Regions from separate parts of the Canis lupus genome. Here region 2 is linked to region 1. The links are chromatin contacts, called in public Hi-C maps. All regions are on one chromosome and are shown on one strand. The core of a region is the stretch at or near the end of the contact, and the rest is flanking DNA. Distances in the headings are between cores, read along the strand shown. Region 1 holds the start of GTF2A1 (transcription initiation factor IIA subunit 1). Region 2 holds the start of SEL1L (protein sel-1 homolog 1).

The links. A called contact is a pair of places that touch in the nucleus more often than the background predicts.
Region 2: a Hi-C map of blood shows a contact between it and region 1, with 2.1 times the contacts expected there. The contact joins the promoter of SEL1L here to the promoter of GTF2A1 in region 1. A contact is called at or near these places in 2 of 9 Hi-C or Micro-C datasets (both in blood).

Annotation. Positions count from the first base shown.
Region 1 is chr8:53,873,712-53,876,462 of UU_Cfam_GSD_1.0, reverse strand. It overlaps GTF2A1 (transcription initiation factor IIA subunit 1), which reads left to right and starts at 1,416. Exons shown (of 9, transcript XM_038545483.1): 1 at 1,416-1,651. The coding sequence starts at 1,622.
Region 2 is chr8:54,130,797-54,133,547 of UU_Cfam_GSD_1.0, reverse strand. SEL1L (protein sel-1 homolog 1) reads left to right here and starts at 1,389. Exons shown (of 22, transcript XM_038545485.1): 1 at 1,389-1,576. The coding sequence starts at 1,507. It overlaps MIR8884 (microRNA mir-8884), which reads left to right and starts at 1,973; the gene lies at 1,973-2,101. LOC102153790 (a long non-coding RNA gene) reads right to left here and starts at 1,191. Exons shown (of 3, transcript XR_005362907.1): 1 at 1,000-1,191; 2 at 632-855.

The sequences.
Region 1 (2,751 bases), core at 167-2,666:
GGACTACAGTCCACGTCTCTCCAAGTTCCTAGGGGCAGAATTAGGTGCGGCGAGCTCTGCCTTCGAAGCGGAGCACTCCCCGTTCTGCGTGACACGCTGCCCCGAAGGCGGGAGTCGGGAGCAGCGCAGGTCCGGCGCCTCCTGGTTCACACTCCGACACGTGGGCTTCCTCTGCTCGCTCCGGCGGCGAGAGGCCGCGAGACGGGGCGGCCCCACCGAGGTATTTCCTGTCAGTCCCAGGCGCGGGCCATGCGGTCACAGGATTTCGGCAGTTTTTAAAAATCGAGGGGGGACGTTATCGTGCTGTCATAATCCGGTGATATGCAGGTCGGTTTTTTTTTTTTTTTTCTTTTTTTCCTTTCGGCATTTCCACCACGGAAGTACTAGCACGCTAGTAAGGGGCCGAACCTCGGGGAAACTTAAGCCCAGGGCCTTTTAGCTGTACCGGTGGAAACGACTCAGCCGGTTCAGGGGTCATTAATTCTGAAATGTGTTAGCAGCGGGCTCAAAGCAGCTCTCCCCCTTTAGGAACACGTACACGATCTTGCCGGCGAAGGGCCCGGCCTTCGCGACGCGAGAGGAACCGACGCCTCTGAGCGCCGAGTCCACGACGAGCTCACGCCCCGAGATGACTCCGCATTTAAACTCTGCCCGGAGTCCGAGCGCTCCGGGGGCCGGAAGCGGGGCCACGTGACCGGTCCGCCTCCGCAGCCATTGCTAACGAGGCAGCCGCCAGCGCCCCTTCTGTATTTCCTCGCTTCTCCAAGCGCAGGGAGACGCAGAAACACCTGACAAGAGTTGGCTGCCAGGTAGCTTTGGACTTGAGGGTCAACACCACTCATGCTATGTCCAGCGATACTTTGCAAGCCCCTCAGCCTAAAACAGCTGTGGGGCACTTCCGCCTGGGTGGCAACCAGGTGATCACGCGAGACTTGGGGAGCCGGCCGGACGACTCGACTACCCCAGTCCCCGCGCTCCGCCAGCCCAGCACCCTCCGCTGCGCGTGACGACGCGGCCCACGGCGGCCTCCGCCCCGGCGCGCCTGCGCACGCGGCTCTCGCGGTGTCTCGCGCTCAGCCCCGCCCACCTCTGCCCCCGCCCTTTCCGCCCCTCCCTCCCCCTCCGCCCTGTCTCTCGGCGGCAGCGGCGGCGGCGGCGGCTCGCGCAGCTCGTTGGCTCACTATATAAAGGGGAGAAGCGGGCGGACCGGACGGCTGGAGCTGCAGCCGGTGGCGGCAGCGGCGGCGCGGGGAGCGGCGACCGGTGGTGGTTTCCCTCCTTGGCGCGGGGTGGGGAGCGGGCAACGCCCCCCCGGACCCCAGAAGGGTCGTGGCTTTTTTTTTTTTTTTTTTTTTTTTTTTTTTTTTTTTTTAAGGGCGATTCTCGAGGTTTTTAGCTCGGGGAGGACTGCCCCCCTCCTCCTCTTCCTCCTCCTCCTCCTCTCACCGCTCCCCTTCTACTCTTTCAGGATTCGATTTTGTTTGAAATTTTTACCCCCAATCTTGCGGTGGCTTGGGCCACCCTCCGGGTGTTTTGGTTTTCTTTTTTTTCTTTTTGGTTTTTTGTTTTTAATCTTGTTTTCTCGGGGTTGCCCCCCCTCTTGTTTGTGTTGTGTGTGGAAATGGCGAACTCGGCAAATACAAACACCGTGGTAAGGACGTGGTTTGGTGGCCGGCGGGGGCTTCGTCCGGGCGGCAGCAACGGCCGGACCGGGCGGGGGCGGGGACGGCGGCGACTCCCGGCCTCTACTCTCCTCAGCCGCCCGCGCGGCCGCCGCCGCCGCCGCCGCCGCCGCTTCCCGCCTCGGGCGGAGCGGGCCGGGGCGGCGGGCGCGGGGGGGGCGGGGGGAGGGCGCCTCGGGCTGGCGGCGGCGGCGGCGGCGGCGGCGGCGGCGGGAGGAGGGCGGGGGCGCCGGCGGGGCCTGGGGCCGCCGCGGGGCGGTCGGGGCCGCGCAGGCCGTTGGGCCGGGGCGAGCGCGCGGCTCCGGCCGCAGACCCCGGCCGCCGGGAGGGCGGGCGGGCGGGCGTGAAGCCTCCGCTTCCCCCCCTGCGCCCCCCCCGGGGGCCCGGCCGCGCCGGCTCGACACGGGCGCCCCGAGCAGCCTCCACAGACAAAACCCGCGTCTGGGGAATCGGGCGAGTCCCCAGGACCCGCCGTGTGGCCCACTTCAGTGCAGTGGAAGGCGAACGGCTACTTTGGGGGTTACTTGGGATGTTTCTGGCGGTTGTGCTTATTAGGGGGAGCCTTCACTGAGGCCATTTTATATTTCTTAAAAAAAAAAAAAAAAAGGAAAAAGGAAAGAAAAGGACGAAGGTTGAAAAGCACTTATCTCGGTTCCTTCCGAATCGGTAAAATGGCGAAGGGGAAGCAACACCCCCCCCCCCCATCGTATCTTCCACTAGCAAAAGCACCAAAGCAAACAAACAAACAAACAAACAAACAAAAAAGCCTACAGTGGTCCCAGCGCCCCTGCTTTCGCCTTGAAATTTGCCTACGTCTCCCCCCCGCCCCCCCCCCGTTTGTCCCTTTTTGGTTACTTGCGATCACGTAGGTTTGCAAAAAGCAGTCACATAAAAACAACCTTGTCCGTCACCAACGCCAATGCGATCACTAGTCCACCCCACTCTTATTTTTATTCTGACCGTAAAAACACGTTTTTGTTTTTGTTTTTTTGTTGTTTTTTTGTTTTGTTTTTTTTCCCGGTCCCAAACGCCGCAGACGAGCCCGCGGCCGCCCGACTCCGTACCGTTG
Region 2 (2,751 bases), core at 140-2,639, 260 kb before region 1:
CACACACACACAGAGAGAGAGAGAAAGAGTCACAGAAACAGGCGAAGGGAGAAGCAGGTTCCATGGAGGGAAACAGATGTGGGACTCGATCTGTGGGACTCCAGGATCAAGCCCTGGGCAGAAGGCAGGCTCTAAACCGCTGAGCCACTCAGGCGTCCCGGGTCTTTTTTGATTTTTTTTTCTAAGCAGTTTTTTATCCTTGTCCTTTTTTGGAAAAGAGGACTTTCTAGCAAAGAAGATGGAAGAAAATGCCTGGAGGTTAGATTATGTGGGCAGTGTGGACTTTTCCAGAACCCTGACCTCAAACTGAGCTGAGGATTGAATTCAACTCAGTTCCAGAAATGAGCTGAGGGTGGGTGGACGCTAGGGGAAACAGAATGGCACAATTTGATGAAGGGGCAGGAACATGAAGCCACTTCCCTGCTACCCAGTGGGAGCATGCCTGGGGTTGGTACTTAATACACAGGACCTTTTCCTTCTCTGCAATGCAATCACCATCACCTCTACCTCCAAATACATCAATCCAGCATTCCTAAAGTCAGTCATAGAGAAAGAGAACAGTGTAACTTAGAAAAAGAGAGGGATGTTTCAAAGTGTTTTTGCAAAGGCACGTTTCCCAGCAGATTATTACCTGGTGGCCCTGCCTAAAAACGAATACTAGCATTGAGATGATCTGCCCTGGATGGGGTTTCTTTCCTTTTGCTTTGTCAGGAAAAGAAAAAGGGAGAGCGAGTTCCACTCCGGTTTCCACGAATATGGCCCTGTTCCATCTAAGTTCCAAAAAAATACTTGGAACGCAGTCCAGCTGTTGTATTTTCCCTCCATGCTGATATCACTGTGTTCAATTCAAATTTTCTAAATAAAACAAAGAGCGAGAAAGAGCTTTAACACATTACAAACTCTTAAATGTGTGTTCTTCGATACATATTTTGGCTCCATAAAAGGGGGAGGAGGGACGCGGGTTCGTAGCCTTGACTTAACGTCCAGCCCAGGTGTTACCTAAGTTCTCTTAACTTCAACAGCCACCTGCACATTTAAATCTTGCTCCACAGCGAACTACGTTTCCCGAGAGCACACGTCGAAAGAGGCCCTTGAAGTGCATGCTGGGAACTGTAGTCCGGAGGTGACTTTCTTGTCTTCCCGGCCCTGGACTCACGCCCCGATTCCGGGACGGTCGAACCCAGGATCTACCAATTAGCTGGGGCCATGTCGGTGAGGCCGTGGTCCAATCGGGAAAGCCGGTGTGGGAACCTCGCAAAGCGATTGGTCAATGCTTGACCCCGGGGGCGGGGCAACGAAGTGGGCGGGAAGACTGCGGCGATTGGGCACAGCGCCCGGGGCGGCGGGCGGGGATTGGCTCCGCACTAGGGCAGGGAGGCCTGGGAAGGGGCGGAGGAAGGCGACCAGAGCAGGAAGAGCAGCGGCGAGGCGGCGGCGGTGCCTGAGTCGGTGGTGGCAGAGGCGAAGGCGACAGCTCCAAGGGGTGGCAGCGGCCGCGCGAGCAGGATGCGGGTCCGAGTTGGGCTGACGCTGCTGCTCTGTGCGGTGCTGCTGGGCTCGGCCTCGGCGTCCTCGGGTCAGTATCCGCCCCCTCGGACTGGAGAGGCCGGGAGCCACCGCCCCCCCCCCCCGCCCCGCCCGGCCTCCATCCCGGGGCAGGGCCGCGGGGGCTCGGGCTGGAGACTCACTCTCTCTGGTCACACCTCGCACTGGCCCGTCAGTCGCTGTCGTCCCTCGGGCTTTGGCTGGCCTGGGCGAGAGGGGGTGTTGAGGGAGCTAGAGAGGGGCGGCAGGGAAGGGCGGCCACCCCGCCCACACCTCTCCTCTCTTAACAAACTTTACGCGACTCCCCGCGAATGGGGACCGGACTCTGGGAACGAATCCCGACAGCTGGCCGAGATCCACAGGGACACCCAAGCCGTGCTGGAACTTCCTCAACTCTCGGACCGCTTCTGTGCTTGGGATTTGTAAGTGAACTGATGGACACACCTGGGGTCATCCCTGAGCGGAGCCAGGTCCATCAAAACCAGGATGTTGACAGTGGTTTGATGGATTTGCTTAGCACCCGAGGTGGCCCCTTGCCTCTTTGTTTAAAAAAATGAAGACTTCTGATGTGATTGTGTCCACTCTCTACCCCCTTTTGAGCAAATATCCCCGAGGAAGTGGTGTTTATCGCTGTCACGGGGTTTCTGAGTTGCCCCATGCTTGTTGACAGAAACTTTGTGATTTTTTTTTTTTTTTGAGAAAATCTGGGTCCGTATACATTCTTAAAATGGATAGCAGCTGATTTTCTCTTTTTTTTTTCTTTTTCTTTTTTTTTTTTTTTTTTTTTTTGGTATATGCGTGTGCTTTTGAATTGATTTTCCCAGGTAGATTAATACTATGGTTCTGAAATGTATTTTTTTCCTTTTTTAAGAGTTCAGTCTGCCGACCTCTGAAAACTTCTATTTTGAAAGTGTTGATAAAAAAAAAAAAATTTAAAAAAGCACTTAGTGTTTTTAAGTGTTGGTAAAGAAACAATTAGTACAATAAAGCTTTTGAATTTTAATCAGTTTGGTTAACAAGACAGCTGTTCTGTGGCTTTAAATTTTTTTGGAACAAGGCAGGGTATAAATGTCAACTCCTTTTTTTTTTTTTTTTTTTTTTTTTTCCCTTCAACAGAAAATTTCCCAGATGGTTATTTGAATCCCCAAATTATCTGTCCTAGTTGTAAGTCAATGCTATAACGTCATTCTGTTTCTAAAATAAGAG